Regions from separate parts of the Sus scrofa genome. Here region 2 is linked to region 1. A link is a contact called in public HiChIP or PLAC-seq data. All regions are on one chromosome and are shown on one strand. Each heading gives the region's core, a stretch centred on a gene start, on an enhancer-like site or on the middle of the called end of the contact. The rest is flanking DNA. Distances are from core to core; before and after follow the strand shown.

Region 1 (5,238 bases), core at 1,416-3,915:
CCACCTACCTCCCACCTGCCACATCCTTACAGTCTTCAGCTTACAGGCCAAGCCAGGCCTCCCAGTGCTGCTGGTCTCATGACTACTTCCTGTCCTGACCCTATCCCATTCCTCGTGCTGCTTGGCTTCCTTCACTCCAGGGAGGTCTTTCCAGCTGAGCAAGGTTAGGGAAGTTAGAGCTCTCAGCTGCCTGAGTTTCCCCACTGGCTGGAGCAGGGTTACCTCCTGAAGAGCGAAAGACACCCTCAGCAGGGCTGGAGAAGACAGACAAAGTCCAGGGTGTTCACTGACCGGAGCCTGGGGCTGCCCCAGGCAATGAGCCCAGAACCATAAAAAGAAAGACTGGCTCATGTGTATGAGCTTATTTGCTGATCCACCAGAACACACAGCAAAGAAAGATGCATAGTAGAGCATTATTTGGGGAGATTCTATGCTTCAAGGGAATAGATGACAGAGTCACTACAGCTTGAGCATGTGTCAGGGCTCAAGAGTTTTTTTCTAAGCCTTCTGAGTCCCTAAGGAAGTTTCAAAGGCCCCTTGAAACCTAGGTGAACTGCAGAATCAAGAATTGTCTCGAAGTTCCCATCATGGCACAGTGGTTAACGAATCCGACTGGGAACCATGAGGTTTTGGATTCGATCCCTGTCTTCACTCAGTGGGTTAAGGATCCGGCGTTGCCGTGAGCTGTGGTGTAGGTTGCAGACGCGACTTGGATCCAGCATGGCTGTGGCTGATGGCTACAGCTCCGATTTGACCCCTAGTCTGGGAACCTCCAAATGCCGCAAGTGTGACCCTAAGAAGACCAAAAAAAAAAAGAAAGAAAGAAAGAAAAGAAACTTTCCTTCCATATGCTGGGGATGCGGCCCTAAAAAAAAAAAAAAAAGCTGTCTCGCACATCCCTCCCTCTAAGACTGATGAGGTCCTGGGGCCTAGCAAGACACGAAAAGCCAGATGTTCCATTCTCATGCAAGGATGCATCTTTCCAGACAGCCAAAACCAAAAAGTCTGGGGCAAGCTAAATTTAGGGGAGGTACAGTATAGAAAATTTAAATACTGGAGTACTTGGCATGCAGTAAGCAGGACCGTGTTGGTATGTAGGTGGGCTGTGCACAGCCTCTGTCCATTCAGGTGATAGGCATGTGGAGAGGGCAGGAACAGAGGAGGGGACAGGGCATGATGGGCCAGGAATTGGGGGTCCTGGGTGTCAGTTTCTACTTAGCACTGAGATGCATGAGCTTTCATCAGTTCCAAGTTTCGTTATTTGAAAATCTGAGTGATGTAATCTTGTCAATGTAATAAAATTTCTAGGCTGGTGTGTGTCAATGTTCCCTTTGACTGGATGCTAGGCAGGGTCTGCTCAGGGTGCTGGCCCTGCCAAGACTGGTGCAGAGTCAAGCTGGGGCCTGCTTCACACCTGTGTCCTTCCACCGCACAGACAAGAACCTGATGCCGGGAAGAGGAGGACTTTTCAGCCCCTAACTAAAATTATCTGAGTGCTTTGGAACATGACCTCTTTTACTTTTCCCCCACACTTCTTTATGGAAGAGCTCATCCCTAGGTAGCCAGTGGTGAGGCATTGTTGCACAACGGACAAGGACAGACTTCCTAGGCACAAGTCCTGGCTCTGTACCTTACTGCTGCATGACATTAGGCAAGTTATTCAGCCTCGCTGTGCTTCAGGCTCAGCTTCTTTACATGGAAATAATAACAGTACTTATCCCCAGGGGTATTTGGAGGATTATTGCAGTGCCTATAACAGTGTATGCCATGAAGTAATGCTGTACACCTATGTGCTGTTATTATTGGGATACCAATCCAGATACCTGCCTAAAGTCACAGAGCTAAGTAATGGCAGGACCAGGATCTCCTTCGAGATCTTTCTGACCCCAGGACTGCTGTTGAGAAACATCATGCCTTTTTGCCACCTTCAGCACAAGGAGGAATGCGCACAACACAAAAAAATCCCCAAGGAGAGTACGTCTGGCTGGCTGGACACATCCACACACACACACCTGTGGGGGCGCCCTTACCTGAATGTAGTCCACGGAGTCACCAAGGGCCTTGAAGGCCGTGTACATGACCTCTCGCTTTCCTCCCCACTTCTGCATGATGCAGGAGAAGGTGCTGGCCCGCACCACATTCCGCACACGGTCCATGCCCTCCTGCAGGCTGGCCTCCGTCTCGCCCTCACCCGCCTCATGGAAGTTGCTGCGCCACACAAAGAAGCCGGCTTGCTCGTTGCCACCTAGCACCTCGTGGAAGATGTCCAACATGTAGGCATCCTCCTGGCGATTGCCGTCCACCACCATGACCACCTTGAGATCGGGGAAGGCGATGCGCTGGGCCGAGCGCAGGCACTTGCGCAAGTAGTCGGGGTCCTCCTGGTACGCGGCGATGCAGAGCGCCACTGAGCGCTGCAGCGGGGAGGGCAGCTTCAGTGGCCGGCCTGCCCGCCGCATGCGCCGGTGCTCCAGGAAGGCAAACAGGCTCTGGATGAGCAGGTGCAGGCCCAGGATGGCACCATACAGCCCAAAGGACAGGTAGTGCTTTTCTGTGTGGATGAACTGGTAGCCTGTCACATATGCTGCCAGAATGCCGCCCAGCACTGCCAGGGCAAACAGGCTGGTGCCCACCACACGCAGGGCTGTTGTCAGCTGCACCGGCATCTGGTAGAAGGCAGGAGAGGTGGGGTTAGGCAGGAGGCAGCATCTCTGCTCAGTGGGAGTGGGGGCATCACAGTTACCATTGATTGAGCATGACCAAGACTGTTGGTAGACCCAGAAGCCAGACTCCCGGGGTTCAAATCCCAGTGTTGCCACTTACTGTGAGACTGTGTTCTACCCCTTAGTTAATGCATCTGTAAAAAGTGTAGCATTAACCTCCTAGCATCTTTGAGGATTAAATGGGTTACGTACGTAAAGCACTTAAGGTAGCAGTTATTATTGTTGGACAAAGCAAAGCCAGAGAGACCTGTGTGGTACCCAGCTGTGGAGGGCAGAACTGAGGTCTGCCGGACCTGAGGCTCTCCTAGGAAAGCTTTAGTAGGGGTGAACCTGAGCACCTCAGGGGCCAGGAAGGACGAGGAAGGGCAGGGGCACGTAGGCAGTCTCTACCTGCCTATACCCAGTAGCCACCAATGAGGCCCATCAAGAAAGTAGGGAAGGAAAAAATGAGAAACAGCAGGAAACAAAGAGGTGCCAGGGGAAAAGAAGGAAACGGCTCCCTTCCATTTCTCAAAACAGTTAAATCAGTAACACAAAGTTTCCCTGTGTTCTTTGCTTTCTCACCTTTTTCTCATTCACTTGAGAAGCAGGAAAGAAAGGGAAAGCAACCGGGAAAAGTGGACAAGGGAAAGAAGAGGAAATGAGAGCTGGGGTGTGGGCAGCCCTCCTGGAAGCCTAACACTGGGAATCAGAGGAACTGCAGCCATCGCTGCAGCAGCCTGGAGGGGTGGCTGCCTGAGAAGCCCCATCCACTTGGTCCTAGTGCCCGCAGAGAGTCTCTGCACATCCCTCGGCCCCACACCTGGAAATGCTGCCAGGTTTTGTCTGCAACTAAGTCAGGGCTTCTAGCATCTTGCCCAGTTGGAAACAGCTGTGTTTTTTATGAAAAGAGCCCAGCACTCAGCACCACAGGACTTGTGCTTGAGCTACAGCTCTGCTACTTCCTTGGCTGCCTGACCTTGCGGGAGTTCTCTGGGATTTAATATCCCCCTGCCCCCCAACCCATGAGGCATTCCACTGGTTTCTTGCTCCCTAGGGCTCAGGTCATTCATTTTACTGATTAGCAACCCCGAAGGACCAGCCAGGTGGGAAGGTTGATGGCAGGTGGGGAAAGGCTGATGAGGACAGCTCCCTGCCCTGCATTCTGAGGCCTTCTCCCCAGCTCCTCTCCCTGCCACCTGCCTGATCTGGGGAAGCCTGTTTCCTCCACCGCCACGACCCACCCTCTAGAGACAATGAGGTCTCACTTCCAAGTCCAGATCTCACTAAAACCGCTTCCAGACCCCCACCTCAACAAAAACATTCTTGCCCACGGGTCTCTTCTCCTCTCACACAGTAAGAGTCTCAGCCGAGACTCAGGACCCAGCAGTATTCCAGCAGCTTGGGTCCGGAAAAGTGCTGTTGGCAGCCTCGCCTCTCCGGGAAGCGCGGTCTCCGGGCGCTCTGCCCCGCCATCCCGGAGAGCGGCGGCGTGCTTCCTCTGCAGGACTCTCACCCTCCCCGTGCCCCCCACCCCCCGCCCTCGCACGCTCTTGCGGCCCAGCGGCACCCAGGCCCCGGAGCGCCCCCATCGCCCTCTAGAGCTTACCTGCCTTGGGGGCGCTGCGGGCACTACTGCCTGCTTGCGCTCTGGGAAAGGGCAGGGGGAGCCGAGGCCAAGCCAGCAACCTAGCGGGCGCCGGCGCCACGCCTCGGTGCAGTGCCGGAGGCGGTGCCCACCAGGTGAAGGCACTGGCCACGGTTCTCACCTCCGCCAAAGCCTGGCCTTATGGGGCAGGCTGTGCCGACCACACCCACATGCCGGTTTCCCACGACCCAGCCGGGAAGGAACGGAAAACCCCAGGAGTCAGTTGAACCAGGCCCCGCTTCTCTCCTTGGGGGCCCCGGCTACCTTGGCAAAGTGTGCCTGCAGACAAAGGCGGCATCCTCGGCGTCGCCGGCCCGCTTTTCCGGGCAGGACACCCTCCTCCCCCGCTCAGGAATTGGAGGCATAACACCGACACCCGTACCCCATAGAGGACTCAAGAAGGTCCAACAGCCGGAGAACCCACGCGCATTCAAGCACGGGTGCAGGCTCTGCCTGAAGTGGCCCCGTCGCCCCCAAGCCGGCGGAGGGGAGCCTCTTGGCCCCCATGCCCTTTGCTCCTAAGGGCTCCACAAGAGCTCAATCTCTGCAGGCGGATGCGCACCTGGCTTCAAGGGCAAGATGTTGGGGGCGCTCCCCAAGGCCTCCCCCCACTCTCAGAGACGAGGGGAAAACAACCCCGGCCAAGGACACACGCCGCCCATCTACCCCCGAAACTTTGCAGGGCTGCCCAGTCTGCAGCCTCTCCAGCTGACAGGTGTGCCCTGCTGCGGGGCCCACACGCGGAAGGATGGAAACTTGCGGGCGAGGCGGGGGCTCTTTCCTTTGCGCCCAGCCGCCCTCCCGGCCCTTCCGAGCTGACAAGGGAAGGGGAGCCCAGGCCACCGGTACGTGCGGCCATGGCCTGGCTGACCCGCAGGAACTGGGGCG
Region 2 (5,238 bases), core at 1,326-3,825, 160 kb after region 1:
CAAGTTCCCATTGTGACTCGATAACGAGGGTGACTAGCATATCCATGAGGTTGCAGGTTAAGGATCTGGTGTTGCCACGAGCTGTGGTGTGGGTCACAGATAAGGCTTGGATCTGGCATTGCTGTGGCTGTGGCAAAGGCTGGCAGCTGTAGCTCCAATTTGACCCCTAGCCTGGGAACTTCCATATGTTACGGGTGTGGCCCTAAAACTCAAAAAAAAAAAAAAAAATTGCCTTGTGTATAACTTCAAGGGGATTATAGATTCTGAGAAGTCCACGTAGAGACCCTAGGTTAAGGAGCTATTGCTTCTGGCAGTGGATGGAAATTCACTCAATCACTGCAAATTCACTTTTTTCCAACCAAGAAGAGGAACTATAGTTTCAGTAAGAACTGTTGATTGTGACATATGGGCTCTAAAGACTTGCTAAGACAGCAATAAGTTTTGACTACTGAGAAGTCAAAAAATATAAAAATCTCTATCTAGTCACTAAATTCATCCCAGACTAAGCTGTTCCAAAGTGTTTTTAAATAAACATGCCAAAAAAAGTTAAACTCCTTTAGTTCAAGGGCACAGTTATAACCACAAAACCTACTAATGCTCAACTGTCAGTAAATTAGTAGCCTGAGTTTGTATTGATAATTCTCTTTATAATCAATGTGCTTTTTCTATTTTCCTCAAATCTATCATACTCAATAAGTGTTTTAAAACATAACCAAGTTGAGGAGTTCCCATTGTGGCTAAGTGATAACGAATTCGACTAGTATCCATAAGGATGTGGGTTCGATTCCTGGCCCTGCTCAGTGGTTTAAGGATCCATCGTGGCGGTGACTCGTGGTGTAGGTCACAAACAAGGCTTGGATCTGGCATTGCTGTGGCTGTGGTGTAGGCCAGTGGCTACATCTCCTATTCAACCCCGTGTCTGGGAACTTCCATATGCTGCACATTTGCCCTTAAAAAAAAAAAAAAAATTGCAAAAACCTAACCAAGTTCAATGAATTTAAAAAATGAGTTCAGGGAGTTCCCGTCATGGCTCAGAGGAAATGAATCTGACTAGTATCCATGAGGACACAGGTTCGATCCCTGGCCTCGCTCAGTGGGTTAAGGATCTGGTGCTGCCATGAGCTGTGGTGTAGGTCGCAGAGGCAGCTCGGATCTGGTGCTGCTGTGGCTGTGGCGTAGGCTCAAGGCTGCAGCTCCGATTCGACCCCTAGCCTGGGAATCTCCATATGTCGAGGGTTCGGCCCTAAAAAGACCAAAAAAAAAAAAAAAGTTAAATGTAGACACTTTAACAAACAGCAACAACTTTGAATGTGATGTGAAATCTGAGTACAGTAACTGACACCAGTTAACTATCACATGGACTTTGATTAACAAGAACTTAGTTCAGCAGTAATAACATCTACAATAGCACCTAAAAAGTGGAAATCATTTAAAATACACTTATGACCACCTTACACCAGCCAGAATGGCCATCATCCAAAAGTCTACAAACAATAAGTGCTGGAGAGTGTGTGGAGAAAAAGGAACCCTAGTACACTGCTGGTGGGATTGTAAATGGGTGCAACCACTGTGGAAAACAGTATGGAGATGCCTCAGAAAACTAAAAACAGAACTACCATTTGATCCAGCAATCCCACTCCTGGGCATCTATCCAGAGTAAACCATGACTCGAAAAGACACATGTACTCCGATGTTCACTGCAGCACTATTTTCAATAGTCAAAACATGGAAACAACCTAAATGTCCATCGACAGAGGAGAGGATCAAGAAGATGTGGTACATATACACAATGGAATATTACTCAGCCATTAAAAGGAATGAAATACCGGAATTTGTAGCAACATGGATGGACCTAGAAATTATCTTGCTAAGTGAAGTCAGCCATACAGTGAGACACCAACATCAAATGCTATCACTGACATATGGAATCTGAAAAAAGGACAGAATGAACTTCTTTGCAGAACAGATACTGTCTCACAGACTTTGAAAAACTTATGGTTTCCAAAGGAGACAGTTCAGGGGGTGGGGGGATGCACTGGGAGAGTGAGATGGAAATCCATAAAACTGGATTGTGATGATCACTGTACAACTATAAATCTAACAAATTTATTGAGTAATAAAAAAAGAAAAAATTTAAAATTAAAAAAATAAAATACACTTATGAGATGTTGAAGAAATAAATTATCTATTCCACTGACATTTGTTAAGTGTCTTTTAATCAACCCCAGAAGGAAAAAAAACCCACCATAAAAGTACCATAAAAGAGAGCTATCGGATAATTCCCCTTAGGAATAAGTCTGACTCTGAACACACATATACCATTTTCAGAGTCAGCAAGAGAACTGGATTTTTAATGGTGTTGAGGCTGAACATGTGTCTGCCTTTTACTCTGATTCGCTGGCAAAGGTTTTGTGAAGTAGGTGGGCTTGTTGTGATGTAGAGCTGTGAGGCTCCAGTAAACTGAACCTATTAGCTAGCTTCTTGGAGAAACCTGGAGGATTACTTAAGGCTCACATTTCATTTAAGAGATTATAAACAGCAGCACCTCAGCTGCTGGAGTTTCCGGTTTCCTTTCTATCAGCGCCCCCTAGTGAATGGGTCACAGAATGACCTTTCAGGTACAACTAAATCTGAAGAGCAGAAGATGGGTGGACTCACCAAATGGCCTCTTTGATGGTAATCATAATGCCCCCTTGAGCGGCAGCTTTAAAGTGACACAGAGAATGGAGAGAAGGCACAGATCTGTCCAACCCTGCAAATCCTTTCAGGCTAGCAAGTGCTTTCTTCCTCTCCAGCTTCCCCAGGATCCATAATAAGATCTCTTGGCAAAGTGACCTGGCAGAAAAAAGCAGTTAAAAATGAGCTTGTCATCCTACTCCACATATCTAACAAGCTAACATAACAAAAAAAAAAACAAAAACAAAAACAACAACAACAACAACACCTGTCAGGTTCCCTGCATTTTAAACGCCGGCACAATCACCTAGTACTACTGACATACTGGAGTGGAAACTGCTCCCCGTGAACTTCAGAGTGCAAGTATCCTGAACTTCAATGCTCTAGAAGCAGCCCTGAGAAAACACATGGGCCCTAAAGGATTTTTTTTTTTTCTGTAATTCCAACTATATTCATTGCCTCTGGATCAGGCACTGTGAAAGTAAGTCTACACTGATAACACCATCCATGTTCAATGGGACAAAGAGCTGGTGACCAAGAAACAGCACACGGACAAATTCTCACCAACTCCTTATCTCCTCTTATCTGTGCCAACCAACTAGGGCAGGAATGGAAAAAGCGTTTGCCTCTTCCTTCTCAGTCTCTGATGAGGACATGACAGGGCTATGCGGGCTTGGGTTTCAAAACAAAAATAAGAGTTCTTATGGGAATGGCCTTTTGAAGCCAAATTCACATATTTATAGCTTCCCTCTTCCGCTGCACTTCCTCTTGTCACTTCCCTCAAGGTCATGGGCTTTGGTCTAACCAAAAGTTAAGGAGTCAAAGGCAATTATGTAAGCTTCGAATAATCCGCAAGGCTGAGTACTGCCCTTTACCATCGAATGATAACGATGATAACGACCACTTTCTGAGCTTACTATTTGCCAGAGACAGTGCCAAACAACACACAGCCTTCATAACAACCACATGAAGAAGATACTATTACGGTCTATGAGATTACAAGTGGGGGGTTTCCAGACACTGAAAAATCAGAATTCCATAGGACTTTTGGAGTGCCCGTCGTGGCGCGGTGGTTAACGAATCGGACTAGGAACCATGAGGTTGCGGGTTTGATCCCTGGCCTTGCTCAGTGGGCTAAGGATCTGGCGTTGCCGTGAGCTGCGGTGTCCATAGGACTTTTGGAGTGCCCGTCGTGGCGCGGTGGTTAACGAATCGGACTAGGAACCATGAGGTTGCAGGTTTGATCCCTGGACTTGCTCAGTGGGTTAAGGATGAGCTGTGGTGTAGGTTGCAGACGTGGCTGGATCCTGCGTTGCTGTGGCTCCGGTGTAGGCTGGCGGCTACAGCTCCAATTAGACCCCTAGTCTGGGAATCTCCATATGCCATGGGAGTGGCCCTAGAAAAGGCAAAAAGACGAAAAAAAAAAAAAAGAATTCCACAGGACTTTAGAAGGGCTATAAAGTCCTGTAAGGAAGATGAAACGACATAATGGCTGTGAAATGAGAGCTGATACAAAAATGAGTCCTACTTAAATGCCACTACAAAAGGTTATTTTCTGGATGACTAAGGACTCCTTCGTTCTAAACTACACCGCACAGCACACATATACCAATCCCAGCCTAAATTACAGAGTGCCACATTCAGATCCAGATTTCCCCAACTTGCCTTCTAACTTCTCACAAGGTATTTATGAGCCAATCTCGATTTCCTCCTCCCTAGACATGTAATTCCAGTATTTCTCACGGATCAACCAGTGGCATGTTCACACATGTAAACCGAGGTTCACCTCTGGAGTCTAAGACAGGCTGAGGAAAGTCATCCTAAAAGCAAGATCCAATCCCCTGCAACCTGCAAAGTCCTCTTTCTTTCCTAGAGGGCTGTCAAATGTTTTCCTGATTTTGAAAAAAATAATTTACCAAGTGGCATAAATCATATTCAAAATAAGAACAACATGCAAGAAAGACATCACTATTTACAGACGGTAAGGTTCTCTGGTTGTTACCTGGTGTGAGACACACTCTGCTTGGTAAAGCAGTAGAGAGAGAAGAGCACTCCCAGCACCGGGAGCAGGGAATCCACCAAAACGGTTACAGGGTCATTCCCGACCACGTACACCTAGGGAAAAGCAAAGGGTCCACAGTGAGTGCAAGGCCAGAGGAACAGGAATCAAACACCACACGCTGGAGTTCCCTTGTGGTGCAGTAGGTTAAGGATCTGGCGTTGTCCCTGCAGTGGCTTGGGTGGCTGCTGTGGCACAGGTTCGATCCCTGGACCCAGAACTTTCACATGCTGTGGGCATGGCCCCCCAAAATGAGAAACCAAATCAAACCCAACCAAAACACCACGCACTTATTAGAGGGCTTGGAGTCTAGTCCTGAGGTGAACAAGTTTAGTTCTAAGGCTACGGAAGCCATCTGAGACTGGCAGACAGGCTGAAGCTCAGGGACACTGAGCCAGAGCATCACCCTTTCATGTCTGCAGCCTCAAGAACTGCAGGGTGACCCCGGGAAGTGGACCCGCTTTCTGACCCCTTCCTTGCCTACTTCTGACTCCCTCCGAGTC

Evidence for each region. HiChIP or PLAC-seq counts read pairs in DNA pulled down with a chosen protein or histone mark.
Region 2: a contact with region 1 is called in an H3K27ac HiChIP or PLAC-seq map of skeletal muscle, with 7 times the contacts expected there. The contact joins the enhancer-like site here to the promoter of HAS3 in region 1. A contact is called at or near these places in 19 of 47 Hi-C or Micro-C datasets (adipocytes, alveolar macrophages, embryonic fibroblasts and 12 more) and 1 of 2 datasets of contacts at active chromatin or transcription factors (skeletal muscle).

The regions. Positions count from the first base shown.
Region 1 is chr6:17,850,346-17,855,583 of Sscrofa11.1, forward strand. It overlaps HAS3 (hyaluronan synthase 3), which reads right to left and starts at 2,666. Exons shown (of 3, transcript NM_001001268.1): 1 at 2,031-2,666. The coding sequence starts at 2,666.
Region 2 is chr6:18,010,691-18,015,928 of Sscrofa11.1, forward strand. It overlaps TANGO6 (transport and Golgi organization protein 6 homolog), which reads right to left. Exons shown (of 19, transcript XM_021093875.1): 8 at 4,679-4,791; 9 at 2,659-2,835. Among named protein-coding and RNA genes, the nearest start is that of TANGO6, 58 kb to the right of the region's middle. Within about 2 kb of position 2,576, at least 3 of the 83 cell types and tissues checked have an H3K27ac peak or open chromatin away from gene starts, as enhancers often do.